2 separate regions of the Podarcis muralis genome follow, and region 1 is linked to region 2. Evidence: chromatin contacts called from public Hi-C data. All regions are on one chromosome and are shown on one strand. The core of a region is the stretch at or near the end of the contact, and the rest is flanking DNA. Distances in the headings are between cores, read along the strand shown.

Region 1 (7,552 bases), core at 4,849-7,348, 400 kb after region 2:
AGCAATCAACGGTCCAAAAAGGGGGGAGAAATGGAATTTGCAGCAAAGATTTGTAGATCCCCAAAGGGAAACAGTTAGGGCTGACTGACAAATAACAGACGGTACTAACTACAAAAATGAGCATCAGAATCCACACATGGGACCCAGACATGGGATTTGACATGTCCCCTGAGAGTAGCTCTGGAATGTAGATTTTATTACATTTTTATCATGCACTTCCTCCAGGGATTTCAGGGTAGCATATGTGATTCCCTCTCTCACAGCAACCACAGTCCTGCAAGGTAGGTTAGCCCGAGAGTGACTGGATCAGAGTCAGCAAACTTCATGGCTGGGCCCAGTCCTCCTGCTCATCTTAAGGTAAAGGTAAAGGGACCCCTGACCATTAGGTCCAGTCGTGGCCGACTCTGGGATTGCAACGCTCATCTCGCTTTATTGGCCGAGGGAGTGGACATACAGCTTCCGGGTCATGTGGCCAGCATGACTAAGCCGCTTCTGGCGAACCAGAGCAGCGCACGGAAACGCCGTTTACCTTCCCGCCCAAGGGGTACCTATTTGTCTACTTGCACTTTGACGTGCTTTCGAAATGCTAGGTTGGCAGGAGCAGGGACCGAGCAGCGGGAGCTCACCCCGTCGCGGGGATTCAAACCACCGACCTTCTGACCGGCAAGTCCTAGGCTCTGTGGTTTAACCCACAGCGCCTCCCACACTTAGTCTGACACTAATCACTACACGCCATACGGCTCTTCCCATCAAAGGAAAACTTGGCTCTGTAAACATACTGAAATATCAAAGCAAAGACGACTACAGAAGTCCAATCAATTTATGGAAATCAGTGCCACGAGAAATGGTGGTGCCTGCTAACATATAGGTTTAAAGGGGGATTAGATCAGTTCAGGGAGGCCAGGTACTGGTGACAGCTAATGTATTAGCTCCAGAATCAGATTCAGTGCGCTTCTGAATACCAATGGCTGGAGGGAAACAACCTTAGAAGCTGATCGTTCCCACCTTTTCTCTGCAGGAAGGCAGAGATGCTAAGCTACAGCAACCTTTGGTCTGATTGAGGAGGGCTCCTCTTATTTAGTATGAAATTTCTTAATTAACGAAGCAAAGCCCCCAGCCCACCCCCCAGACTGGAGATGTGCTTCTAGGAAGCAACAGCACCCTGTGAAGGAATAAAGCTGTTTTCAGCTGCTGAAATTGACTCACTGCAGAATCTGAGAAGGCTGGACGCAAATGTGGAGCGCAGAGAAATGAGGAAGAACCTGTGCCAAGTTTCTAAATGAGCAATAATGCTTAATTTGAAATGTTTGGTTTGGTCTCCAGGGCGGATTTCTATCTCACCCCCCCCCCTTTTTTTCCAAACAGAAGCAAAGCAAGAAAGTTGAGTCATTCCAGTGAGCCGTTATTTTCGGTATGCCAAAGTTTTCTGTTGTAGGACTAGCAGAATCAAGTGGCAAAGCTGGTCATGGACTGCGGCGCTTCAGGCTGAAGCAAAGGCTGGAAACTTCCACCAGGAAAAGGGCTTTAGGTCAGTGGTAGGATTTCTGCCTGGCATGCCAAAGGTTCAGTCCTCGGCAATATCGAAAGCAACACGATGGCCAGAAACAATTACAATATAGAAAACCTAGTGGCTTTAAGCTTGGTCTCCTTGTTATCAGTATCACCTTGCCAACAAAGCTCCGTATAGTTCAAGCTATGGGTTTCCCAGTAGTGATGTATGGAAGTGAGAGCTGGACCATAAAGAAGGCTGATCGCCGAAGAATGGATGCTTTTGAATTCTGGTGCTGGAGGAGACTCTTGAGAGTCCCATGGACTGCAAGAAGATCAAACCGATCCATTCTGAAGGAAATCAGCCCTGAGTGCTCACTGGAAGGACAGATCCTGAAGCTGAAGCTCCAATACTTTGGCTACCTCATGAGAAGAGAAGACTCCCTTGAAAAGACCCTGATGTTGGGAAAGATGGAGGGCACAAGGAGAAGGGGACGACAGAGGATGAGATGGTTGGACAGTGTTCTCCAAGCTATTAACATGAGTTTGACCAAACTGTGGGAGGCAGTGGAAGACAGGAGTGCCTGCGCGCAGTGGCGTAGCGTGGGGGGTGCAGGGGGGGCCGGCCGCACCGGGCGCAACATCTGTGGTTAGGGCAAATCCATGGGTTAGGGGGCGCAAATCCACAGGTTAGGGGGCGCAAATCCACAGGTTAGGGGGCGCAATTACTTGCCTTGCCCCGGGTGCTGACAACCCACGCTACGCCGCTGCCTGCGCACTCTGGTCCAGGGGGTCACGAAGAGTCACACATGACAAAACGACTAAACAACAACAGTGACTACATAATCGCATGAGCACTGCTCCAGAGTATTTTTCATTCTCATGTATATTTTATCAATTCGAAAAAAAGATTGGGTATGTAACCTTTTTATGTTATAGTTTATAATTCCCACGCTATTTGATGTTATTGTTATGTACATGCAGGTCATCGTTGGAATATTTTATTTTCAGTTAATGAAGACATTATACATCTTTCTACACACGTGTGTTTGTTGAACTAATTGGCTGATAAAGAACTGAACGAAACAGTAGTTGCTATCCGGAAACAGTGTTCAGCACAGTTCAGAGCTGGACATCAGAATTGGACATTTGCCGATTATACAAAGCTTTACAAGCTTGATCTCTGCTGGGCAAAGTCTGGCACTGTGACTTATTCAAGGATTTCAGAGACTTCAGTTCAATACTTTTGATGTTTTACATTATTCCATAGAGTTTTCTATACAGTGGTACTGTTATGTACTGAAGTTCTCACCCTGGGCCAGCAGGAGAATACTGTAGATAGTTATGCAAATGAAGGATCGAAAGTGACGTTCAGTGCTTGGATAGTTTTAGAAAGTTGCTACAGTAACGTTGTACTGGAGCTCTATATAAGCAGGCTGACTGAGCTCTTCAGCTCAGTTCTGTTCTGGCCTCTGAATAAACAAGAGCTGTTTGAAGAATTGCTGTGTCGTCTGATATGTTCACCCACAACTTAACAGGTACCTTGGGTTAAGTACTTAATTCGTTCTGGAGGTCCGTTCTTAACCTGAAACTGTTCTTAACCTGAAGCACCACTTTAGCTAATGGGGCCTCCCGCTGCTACCGCGCCACCGGAGCACAATTTCTGTTCTCATCCTGAAGCAAAGTTCTTAACCTGAGGTACTATTTCTGGGTTAGCGGAGTCTGTAACCTGAAGCGTATGTAACCTGAAGCGTATGTAACCCGAGGTACCACTGTTCTGTAATTGTTTCTGGCCATCATGTTGCTTTCGATATTGCTGAGTCATATTTTGCAACACAGGGGTTGGTCTGTTCACTCAAAGGTTCAGTCCTGGCATCTTCTGCAGGTAGGACTGGGAGAGAGCCTCACCTGAAACCCTGGAGCGCTGCTGCGCATCAGTGTGGACAATACAGAACTAGATGGACCCGAAGGTCTGATTCAGTACAAAGGCAGCTTCCTATCAATCTTACCTTTCATTCATTTACTCTTCACATGTGTTTGCTGTATTTATTTTGCAATTAAGAAAACTGGAGCTGGAGGCAGGGTTTAGGAGGCTCCCAGAAAGAGACTGCAATTTCACACACCACTTCGCCCTGTGTTTCCCTACTGCCACTTGCCATTGTGAGTCGTGGCCACTGATAGACTCAACCGCTATGAACAGCTAGAATCCCTTTGCAAAATCATTTGCAGCAGGGAGCTCCTGTGCAAAGAAGCCCCTCCTTTGGATCTGTCCCCCCGACTCTTCTGCCATAGAGTTCAAATCCTAATAGAATACAATGCAACATAAGACATAAAAGAAACTGTAAAAATACAAGCCAAAATCAACATGAACCTTCAGTGCAATGAATGGTGTCTCCCATCTTCAGCTACAAATCCACGGACACCTTGTGGACCAGCTGGACCTGTTTGGGGACCCCTGCTCCCTGTCCTTTGTATTCTTCTTTGTGATTTGTATAGTGGGCGGAGGCAGGGTAGGCCCACGCATGAAGCAAGGTGAGGCAACAGCCTCAGGCGGCAGAATCCACAAGGGCAGCGGATCTCAATGTACCGTAGATCTTTATTAACCTTTACTTTCTGATATCTATCTTCATTCCTTCTTCCTTGGGTGGGAGTGGGGCGCCATTTTGTGGTTCATCTCAGGTGCTAAAATGTATTGGGCCGGCCCTGATGGGGGATGGATGGACACTCTTACATAAAGCCAAGGAAAGCATCACAAAAATAGTGTGCAGGCTTCTGGGTTCCACAGAGCTCTTCCTTAGGCTACGGACTGTACACTGAGCCAAAGTGGGGGACAATCTGGCTGATGGTCATGCCATGAAATTTAACAAATAATAATAGATCTATGTTTTGGGGGGGTTGTTGTTTCTGTTGGTTACAATGGTATGTATTTTTGTGATTTTATATTGTAAACTGCCCCATGAACCTTGGCAATATAGAAAATAAATAAATAAATAAATAAGTCTCCATTTGGAAGGAGTCTTAAGGCAGAATGTGAGAGGACATTTCTGGCTGTAGCTTAAAAATACCTTTAACTTCTAAAAATGCATGTGATTTAATTTGGGTTTTTAGCATATCATTGATTTAGCTCAGTTCCAACCACATATAAAATGGTCTGGCCTTTTTCAAGGGAAAATAGGATTAATTGAGAAGTTTGATTGATTGATTGATTGATTGATTGATTGCTTTGTTTGTTTATATACTGCTGCACTGCAGCAATATATCAATGTGGTTTACAATGGTTAAAAAAAATGTGCATCTAATTAATGAAGTCATTTGGTTTGATGGAAGACAGGAGTTCCTGGTGTGCTCTGGTCCATGGGGTCACGAAGAGTCGGACACGACTAAACAATTAAACAACAACAACATAGGTTATAGAAAACAATGTACTCTGTACAGATAAAATTTGATATTATAGAGGATCAAATATAATGTTCAATCAACTTAATCCAATCTGTAGAATATATATGCCTGTGCAGTGCTATTTTTCTGGAAAAAAATGTTTAGGGGTACTCTCATTTTGACTCCAGAAAATCACCATTTTATAGTTCAAATCAGAAAAAAATAAATACAGTAAATGGACAAAAGTACAAAGATTCACCAAATGTTTAGGGGGCGTGTCCCCCCAGGAAAAAAACCTCTCTCTCTGTGTATATGTGTACACACACACACACATACACACACACACACACATGTAATGTAATCTGAATCCTGAAATACTGTTTCGGGGGGGTGTTACATTTTATACCCCTATCCATACTACTTTTGGTAGGGTTGCCATATTTTAAAAAGTTAAAATCCAGATACAAATGTTTTTGAGCTTTTACAGCAATGTAAAAAAAACCTTTTTCAGCTTTCGGCAAAAACAACGCAACTGACATGGGTTGCCATGGGCTGTTTTCCCAATTTCCTTCTGGACACAAATGCCAGATTCCTTGTGTGTCTGGTAAATTCTGGGCGTTTGGGCAGCCCTACATTTGGGGTGTTGTTGTTATTTGTAACATAGTTTTTATTCAATTTAACACGGTAGCATTGAGATACATCTCTCAATGACATGCAACAGTTAGGTGGAATAAAAATAACAAAGCAATGAAAGCATTCAGATAAACATTTCTGAATACCAAAAATGTTTCAAAGTGTAAATATGCCAAAATGATTAGTTATTACAGATAGGAAATGATGTATCCGCATTACTTTTGTAGTACAGCTTAGTGTGGTAAAGATAATTAACAATAAGAATAAAAGAGGGGGGTGAATTCGTTAGTTCTGGTCCTATTTTAAACGTTTGCAAATCCCTTCTAATCCAATGGCTTTTATTCTTCCTGTAAACCTCGTCGAGGTTTCCACTGCAATCGAGCGGCTGTTTTTGTGTGTGTGGAAATAAATAAGGAACCATTTAGAGATATAAGTTTCGTGGCAATAAAGAAACAAGCCATTTCGAAACCCGCGCGCTCATTTCTTTTCTGACAGGCCGAACTACACTTCCCGCGATGCACCGCGGCGCGGGCTTCCCGGAGGCCGTTTTCGCGCGAGGACGGCGACTACAACTCCCGGCGGGCCTTGCGCCGCTCCCCCCCCTTTTCCGCCTCGTTGCCGAGCAACGGCAGGGACACAAGATGGCGTCTCCCAGGCGGCCTCTTTCCCCCTGAGAGAAAGAGAGACCGAGACCCCCACGAAGGACCCCCCTTGGCCGACATGCATTCCCGCTCGGCTTTCTACGGGCGCAGCATCATCCGGAGCGCGCAGAGCGGCGATGACGCCCGGTCGGGCGGGCTGCGCTCCTGGGCGACCTCGCCGTCCGTCACCTTCTCGCTCCTCCTCAGCCGCTTCGACGAGCGCTTCCCCAGGGGCACCGAAGGCCTGGAAGGCAGCGCCACGTTCAACCAGGAGGACGAGGAGGAGCTGGCCGTCGAGGAAGAGGAGTCCACCGAGTCCGAACCGGAGCCCGAGCCCATGGAGGTGGGTGCAGGAGGAGGAGGGGGTTTCGCCGCCCCTAACATGGGTTGGCACCTGTCTGTCTATAAAGAGAGGGGGCGCTACTCGGCGAACTACGGGCACGGGTTCGTTTGGAGAGGGCGCCCCTACAAGGAGAATTACGGGAGCGCCCGACCCTTCTTTCCGCGGGGAGGAGGGGCTGTCGACGTGCTATTTGGATAATTACGGGAACGGCGATCCCGCACCTATAGGGAGAAATACGGGAGTGCCCCTCTGGGGAGGCGCGCCTAGAGGGAGAAATACGGGAGTGCCCCTCTGGGGAGGCGCACCCAGAGGGAGAAATACGGGAGTGCCCCTCAGGGGAGGCGCACCCAGAGGGAGAAATACGGGAGTGCCCCTCTGGGGAGGCGCACCCAGAGGGAGAAATACGGGAGTGACCCTCTGGGGAGGCACGCCTAGAGGGAGAAATACGGGAGTGCCCCTCTGGGGAGGCGCGCCTAGAGGGAGAAATACGGGAGTGCCCCTCAGGGGAGGCGCACCCAGAGGGAGAAATACGGGAGTGCCCCTCTGGGGAGGCGCGCCTAGAGGGAGAAATATGGGAGGCTTATTTGCATGGTGGAGTGGAAGGGTTCGCACTACTCGAATGATTACGGGAAGTTTGGGGTTAAGGGAGTGAGGGGGGGGCTCGCGTGCCTGGCCGTCCTTTATAATAATAATAATAATAATAATTAATAATAATTTATTATTTATACCCCGCCCATCTGGCTGAGTTTCCCCAGCCACTCTAGACGGCTTCCAATAGAGTGTTAAAAACAATACAGCATTTGTTTATTTGTTTGTATATTTACTGCATAACATTTGTATGCCTCGTTTGCAAAGCAATTTACAAAAAAGCAGGGTAGTGCTGGGAGAAATCCTGGGGAGCTGCTGCCAGTCTGTGTAATAAACACTGAGCTAGATGGACCAATCTGATGCTTTCTAAGGCAGCTTCTCCTCCTGATCCCATTTGGGGGAAGAGCCCATGTATCTCAGGGGGTAGAAACATAGAGTTGGAAAGGGGCTGCTGGGAGGAGCGCAGAGAGAAGAAACGCCA
Region 2 (6,704 bases), core at 2,402-4,901:
AAGATTGGCCAATGGCCTGATAGGTCTTGTCTCCCACTAGAGTAGCCAAGGCATTTTCTTTCCAGATTTGAGACTGGACAAGGAAATCACTACCATGCAGAAGTTAAAGCAGTTAAGTTGCTACCACTACTCACTGGATCACCTGAATATGGGAGCCCGGGTGGTCTAGGAATCTAGCTTTCTTTCTTTTTAAGCAGCAGTTTTACAAATAGCTTCTTCAAGGCAGTAGGGCAGAACTGCCCACTCTGAGAGTATTTTACCATAGCCTAGAACAACTGGCCAGTCTCTCTGAGCAGGCAAGAACCTTACATGGTACACATGCCTGAGTGAATGTTTCCTTGGGCATCATAAACTGAAATTATCCGTGCTGTATAATGGCAAGATTTACCAATGAGCACTATGCACCTGGACTGCACGAGCTCAACTTAAAATAAAGGTTCAGGCAAAAGGTCCACGAGCAGAGGAAAATATTTGGCCTGGCCTGTTCTTGCGCCTTGAAAAGCAGCTTGAACTGTAACAGCAGAAAACAGCATGCAAAACTTTTCACAACGTGAAGATTAATCTTATCACCTCCTGCAAGGAGAAGCTCGGACCTCGACTCACTCACCTGTGACCTAGCTCAATGGGCGGTGAAGCAATTGGGAGTGTTGTCTACAGGCACTGCCGTGGTTTCCTTCTGCACTATCCAAAGAGAGAGAGCAAGCAGAGGCAGTCACTGCAGGCGCCACTCACTTGCTCACATCTGTGATTTCTTTCTTAAAAGTGTAGCAGTTGGTGCTGGTCCCATTCTGGCTGCCTAGAGAGGGCAAAGGAATGAGTGAACAGAGGAAGTGGCAGGATACCATTTCCTCAGATTACTCACTGAAGGTTTTCACTCTCCAGCCAGCACTGTGGTTGCGCAGTCTCTGGGCAATGCAGCTAGCCCAATTCAGACCACTGTGTTACCAATAAAAAGAGAATATAAGTAAACAAGTGAGCTGGAAGTGGCAGGAATTGCTTCTTCCTACTGTCGCCTGGGCCTCTCATTGGCATAGTGCAGAGGTGAGGAACAGCCAGCCCGTGAGCCACACATGAAGAGGTATACAACCTCCAACAATAGAGGCAGATAATATCCATCCCGGCATGTAGCCATTGAAAGCTTTTTCCTCCTCTGTGAATCTGTCCAACCCTCTTTCAAAGTCATTCAAGAGCCAGTGTGGTGTAGTGGGAGAGACCAGATCCTATTGTTGTTGTTGTTCTTATTATTAGGAATATATTGTATGAGGAAAGGTTGCAACATTTGAGGCTAATAATAATAATTATAATTTATTATTTAAAGCCCGCCCATCTGGCTGAGTTTCCCCAGCCACTCTGGGCGGCTTCCAATCAACTGTTAAAAACAATACAGCATTAAATATTAAAAACTTCCCTAAGCAGGGCTGCCTTCAGATGTCTTTTAAAGATAGGATAGCTGCTTATTTCCTTCACATCTGAAGGAAGGGCGTTCCACAGGGCGGGTGCCACCACCGAGAAGGCCCTCTGCCTGGTTCCCTGTAACCTCACTTCTCGCAGGGAGGGAACTGCCAGAAGGCCCTCGGCGCTGGACCTCAGTGTCCGGGTAGAATGATGGGGATGGAGACGCTCCTTCAGATATACTGGACTGAGGCCATTTAGGGCTTTAAAGGTCAGCACCAACACTTTGAATTGTGCTCGGAAAGATGACAAGAAAGGAGATTCCAACTCAACATTAGGAAGAACTTTTGGATGGCAAGAACTGTTCAGCAGTGGAACAGACTCCCGTGAGAGACTGCAGACTTTCTACACCTTGAGAGGTTTATAAAGCAACCGTCAGGTGGCCATCTGTCGCAGGCGCTTCCGTTAAGATCCCTGCATTGCAGGGGGTCAGAATGGATGACCCTCAGGGTCCCTTCCCACTCTGCAATGCTATAGTCCCATGAAGTGCACCTCCAGGTGCCACCAGACAAAAAGACCTCGACAACTCAGAAAAACAAGAGCCCCAGACATAGGGCGAGTCATTAGCCGTAACCGTGCCTCTGCAACAGATGGATCCTGTCAAGGACCTCAACTGTCAGGGCCATCTCATTTGCACGCCACCTTTCCATAGCTATAAACCATGCTCAAGGCGGCTTACAATAACTAAATAAAAGTCATGGGAAAGTACAGGGCCAGATGGGAAACTGCAATGCCAGATTCGAACGCTTTCCCCAGAGACCCTTGCAAGACCAAAAGATAAGAGACGCATGAAGCACAGGGCGGAGCAATGGAGAATTTCTGAAACATCAATGGGATATTAGCTCCGCCCAAGGCATGATGGAGGACAGCAGCAGCCAGGAAAAGATAAGACGTAACATTTTACAATGACAGGAAGAAACACCATGGACAGAATAACGGCCACACACAGGAAGAACAAGGATATAGCTTGAGTGTCTCACTTGTAGTTTTATAAATCATTTAATGTGCCAAAACGAATGGAAGTCGTTAATACTGCAGTTGTTGTATACAGGATTTGTTATCTTGACTGGAGCGTAATTTAAATTGATAAGATTTTGGAACTTGGAGTATAGAAAAATCCAACTACTGTTTGTATACTTTGAATAACTGTGTACATGATCAATTTATTTTGTCTTTTTATATATTTTTTCTTTTTCATTTTATATTTTTGCTCTTTTTGTAATTCTTTTTTGAAGATGTAGGCTTAATGTTTAACATTTGTTTTTGTTGCATTTTTTCCAATATGCAATAAAGATTATTTTAAAATATATATATTTTGGAACATGGAAATAAACAAAACCACCAAACCATCAATTCTAGCGTGCTGGGCGGGGGGGGGGGGGGGACCTAAATTATATAATTTGATGATGGGTACTGAATGATGGACGGGACGCGGGTGGAGCTGTGGGTTAAACCCCAGAACCTAGGGCTTGCCGATCAGAAGATTGGCGGTTCGAATCCCCACGACGGGGTGAGCTCCCGTTGCTCGGTCCCTGCTCCTGCCCACCTAGCAGCTCGAAAGCACACCAGCGCAAGCAGATAAGTAGGTACCGCTCCAGCGGGAAGGTAAAAGGTGTTTCCGTGCGCTGCTCTGGTTCACCAGAAGCGGCTTAATCATGCAGGCCACATGACCCAGAAAAACTGTCCGCGGACAAACGCCGGCTCCCTTGGCCAGTAAAGCAAGATGAGTGCCGCAACCCCAGAGTCGGCCACGACTGGACCTAACGGTGAGGGGTCCCTTTACCTTTACCATATGACGGGTATTGCTAATTGTATTATAATATGACATTGTTATAATGAGGCTATTATTGGATTGTTGCAATTGAAAACTAATAAAAAAAATTCACAAATAAAAATTAAGAGACGTAGTAAATGAGCAGCAGCAGCAGCTGAGGAGGTCAAGGCAGCAGCACGACAACCCTGCAAGGTCGGCCTGTCCTCCTCCCTCCCTCCTTCCCTCTCTCTCTCTCTCTCTCTCACCCGGACGCCCTTCACCACCGTGATGTTGTCATTCTCGTCCGCCTCGAAGGTGACCCTCCGCGGGGCGCTGCCTCCGCCGCCCATCACGACCCGGCTGCCGGCGAGGGTCGCGCACTCGAGCGCCGACTAGGCCGCAAAGAAGCAGAAGACGGGACAAGGTGCCCGAGGAGACCCGCGCCACGCCCGCCGACGCGCGATTGGCCCGCCGCCCCTCGAGGCCCGCCCACCGCCCACAGCGCGCCGGGCTCCCGTTGGCTCAGAAGCTGGTTGCCCAGGGCAACAGCCCGCCCCGGCGTGTCCACCAGGCCGGGTGGAAAGTTTTTTCCGACTCGTGGGTTTCCCGACAGAACTTGTGGGAGCTGAGAAGGCGGCGAGACTTCAATTCCCAGGATGCCCTGGGGCAAAGGGGTGTGCTCGCAAGGCAGGCTGGGTAAAAGGGAGTCTGTCTGAGAGTCAGGCCGCAAATCACTCGCGGGAGCCGCAATGGATTGTGGGCTGTGTAGTTCAAGCCTTCAGATGTAGCTGCTGCTTTTATTTGCTCTTTAATTCTACTTTCTTAACTGAATTTTAATAGCGGCAAAGCAGGTTGCGGGGGGAGAAGCAATTAAATAGGAAACGGTTTGAAGCTGTCAGTAAACTGTCAACGAGGAAGTATGGCACAGCTAATGCAGTTTACTAGTGAAAAATCTGTGTATATAATAATACAATACAATAGTGAAGAATACAATGAGGAAAAGACTGTGTGGTCTATAATTTCAATGGGTTCTGCAGTCTAAATCAAAACAATCACGCAAAATTTCTCCCCGAAAAAAATATAATTTATATTAAAAATATACCCTTGTACTAAATCCTATCACTTCTGGTACCTTATTAATTGGGGGTGTTTTTTTTTTTTAAGGATTACTCTCCCCCCATCCTCCTCCCTAGGTTTTTAGCTGTTTCTATTTTAGCTGTAAGGCACATGTCAGGGAAGGAGGCAGCATATAAATATAATAATAATAATAATAATAATAATAATAATAATAATAATAATAATACCTGGCTCCCCTGAGCCAAAAGCGCAAATTGCTAGGTCCAGGTAACTGAGATCAGAAGTCTTCCCAAATTGCCATTGTGATTAGAGCCCCTGCCAAAATATGCGAGATCAGAGCCTTGTTATTTAGATATCGGTCCAAATCTTATTTATTACTACATTTACATCCCATCCTTCCTCCAGGGATCTCATGGCCCCTCCTCCTCTTCATGCCACCCTCCCAACAACCTTGTGAGGTAGGTTAGGCAGAGAGAGAGAGTGACTAAACCCAAGGTCACCCAGTTAACTTAGTGGCGGAGTGGGGATTTGAACCCTAGTCTCCTAGGTCCCGGCGGGACGCGGGTGGCGCTGTGGGTAAAAGCCTCAGCGCCTAGGGCTTGCCGATCGAAAGGTCGGCGGTTCGAATCCCCGCGGCGGGGTGCGCTCCCGCTGCTCGGTCCCAGCGCCTGCCAACCTAGCAGTTCGAAAGCACCCCCGGGTGCAAGTAGATAAATAGGGACCGCTTACTGGCGGGAAGGTAAACGGCGTTTCCGTGTGCGGCACTGGCTTGCCAGATGCAGCTTTGTCACGCTGGCCACGTGACCCGGAAGTGTCTCCGGACAGTGCTGGCCCCCAGCCTCCTAAGTGAGATGGGCGCACAACCCCAGAGTCTGTCAAGACTGGCCCATACGGGCAGGGGTACCTTTACCTTTACCTTACTCCTAGGTCCCAGTCCAGCAATCCAACCACTAGGCCACACTGACAAGCTCTGAAATAGCAATCCTCTATAAGCTGAACTTAACAGGATTCACTGTTAGGGCTTTAAAGGTCAGAACCAACACTTTGAATTGTGCTCGGAAACTTAGCAGCTTCAGCTCATGACAGATGCATCCAGGTGCCTCCTGAGAAGGTTGGGCAGCCAAAAGCACATTACACTAAGCTACCACCCCAGCAGGTACGCTGCCTTCCCTGTTCTGTGCAGGAACAAGGCTGAGGGCATATTGACAAGGGCAAGTGTGGGCATGAAGTAATAGTACATCGAACAACCACGCATTGCAAGGAAGGAAGGAAGGAAGCCTTGGCACGACTGAACTGCAAAACGATTCCCACCCAGCCTGCACACATACGTAGCCCCAGTATTACAGAGAGACCTGCCGTCAGCATGAACGCAAGGGAGTCTCTTCTTGGCATCCGAGGCAAACCGATGCATGAAGCAGAAAAGCAGGCATGCCATGATGTTAAGCAGCGAGGCACCAGGTGGAGAAGATAAGGTTCAACAGGAGCTTGAGGGGGGGAACCTATTAGCAGTGGATTGCGGCATTGTGTCTCCCTCATTTGCCACAAACAGAAACCAACTTTTGATTGAGTACGAGGCCATTTCCCCCCACGATGAACCTCTTTGGGATTTAAAGGCTATGAGTAAACAGTTAGTCAAAAGAGCAGTTGGTTTATGTATTGAAAACACCAAGGCTTGCAGGGGGGGGCAGGGGGTGGTAATTTAGATTCAAATTAAGCCTCTTGAAGAGAAAAGTCATAGCCAAAGAGCAAAGAGGATTCCACACACACCAAAATCCATCTAAACAACCAGCCAGTTTCTGGAGAAATTCCAGATCACCTCATTAGGAAAGTGGTGGTTTTTTGGTTTGGGTTTTTTTAGGGTTCAATCTCCAGTTAAAAAAAACCCAAGCAGCAGCTGAACAGAAAGACTCGTTTTTCTGAGACCCTGGGAAGGGTCTACCTCTGAAGTCAGGCATTCCTGGGTGAAATGGGAAAATTAGAGCCACCTGCTATAAGGCAACTTCCTCTGTGCCTATATTTTGATGTTTTCCTCAGGTAAATTCAAGTTTGCTTTTCAATTATAATCCCGTGCCTCGAGATCACGAAGCCTCATCCCACCAAACAATATCGGGAACCTATTGTAGAAAGTTATTTCTCTCCAGCTGCCAGTTTAAATGCTGAGTGGCCTCGGCTAATTGGACCTTTATTAGAGTTCTTACCTGCCATTCACCGGAAAGTCCCAGGGCAGGCTACAACAATGTAGAAACACAATCCTTTATTACTTTGGGGGGCTCCTTGGCAATCTAGAAAATCACTGGAAGAATATGAACACACACAAACACACACACTTGCCACGACGCGGAATGGAGTGGAACTTCCAAAAGTATTTAATACCTCGTGTCGTGCGCAGTGACGTTTTAGTATCCAATTGTGTTTAGAAGCT

The links. Hi-C and Micro-C count contacts between places; a contact is called where the count stands out from the background.
Region 1: a Hi-C map of tail shows a contact between it and region 2, with 3 times the contacts expected there. The contact joins the promoter of LRGUK here to the promoter of CHCHD3 in region 2. A contact is called at or near these places in 2 of 3 Hi-C or Micro-C datasets (blood and tail).

Annotation. Positions count from the first base shown.
Region 1 is chr10:70,386,822-70,394,373 of rPodMur119.hap1.1, forward strand. It overlaps LRGUK (leucine rich repeats and guanylate kinase domain containing), which reads left to right and starts at 6,099. Exons shown (of 20, transcript XM_077935357.1): 1 at 6,099-6,483. The coding sequence starts at 6,220.
Region 2 is chr10:69,992,513-69,999,216 of rPodMur119.hap1.1, forward strand. It overlaps CHCHD3 (coiled-coil-helix-coiled-coil-helix domain containing 3), which reads right to left and starts at 3,652. Exons shown (of 8, transcript XM_028745324.2): 1 at 3,472-3,652. The coding sequence starts at 3,555.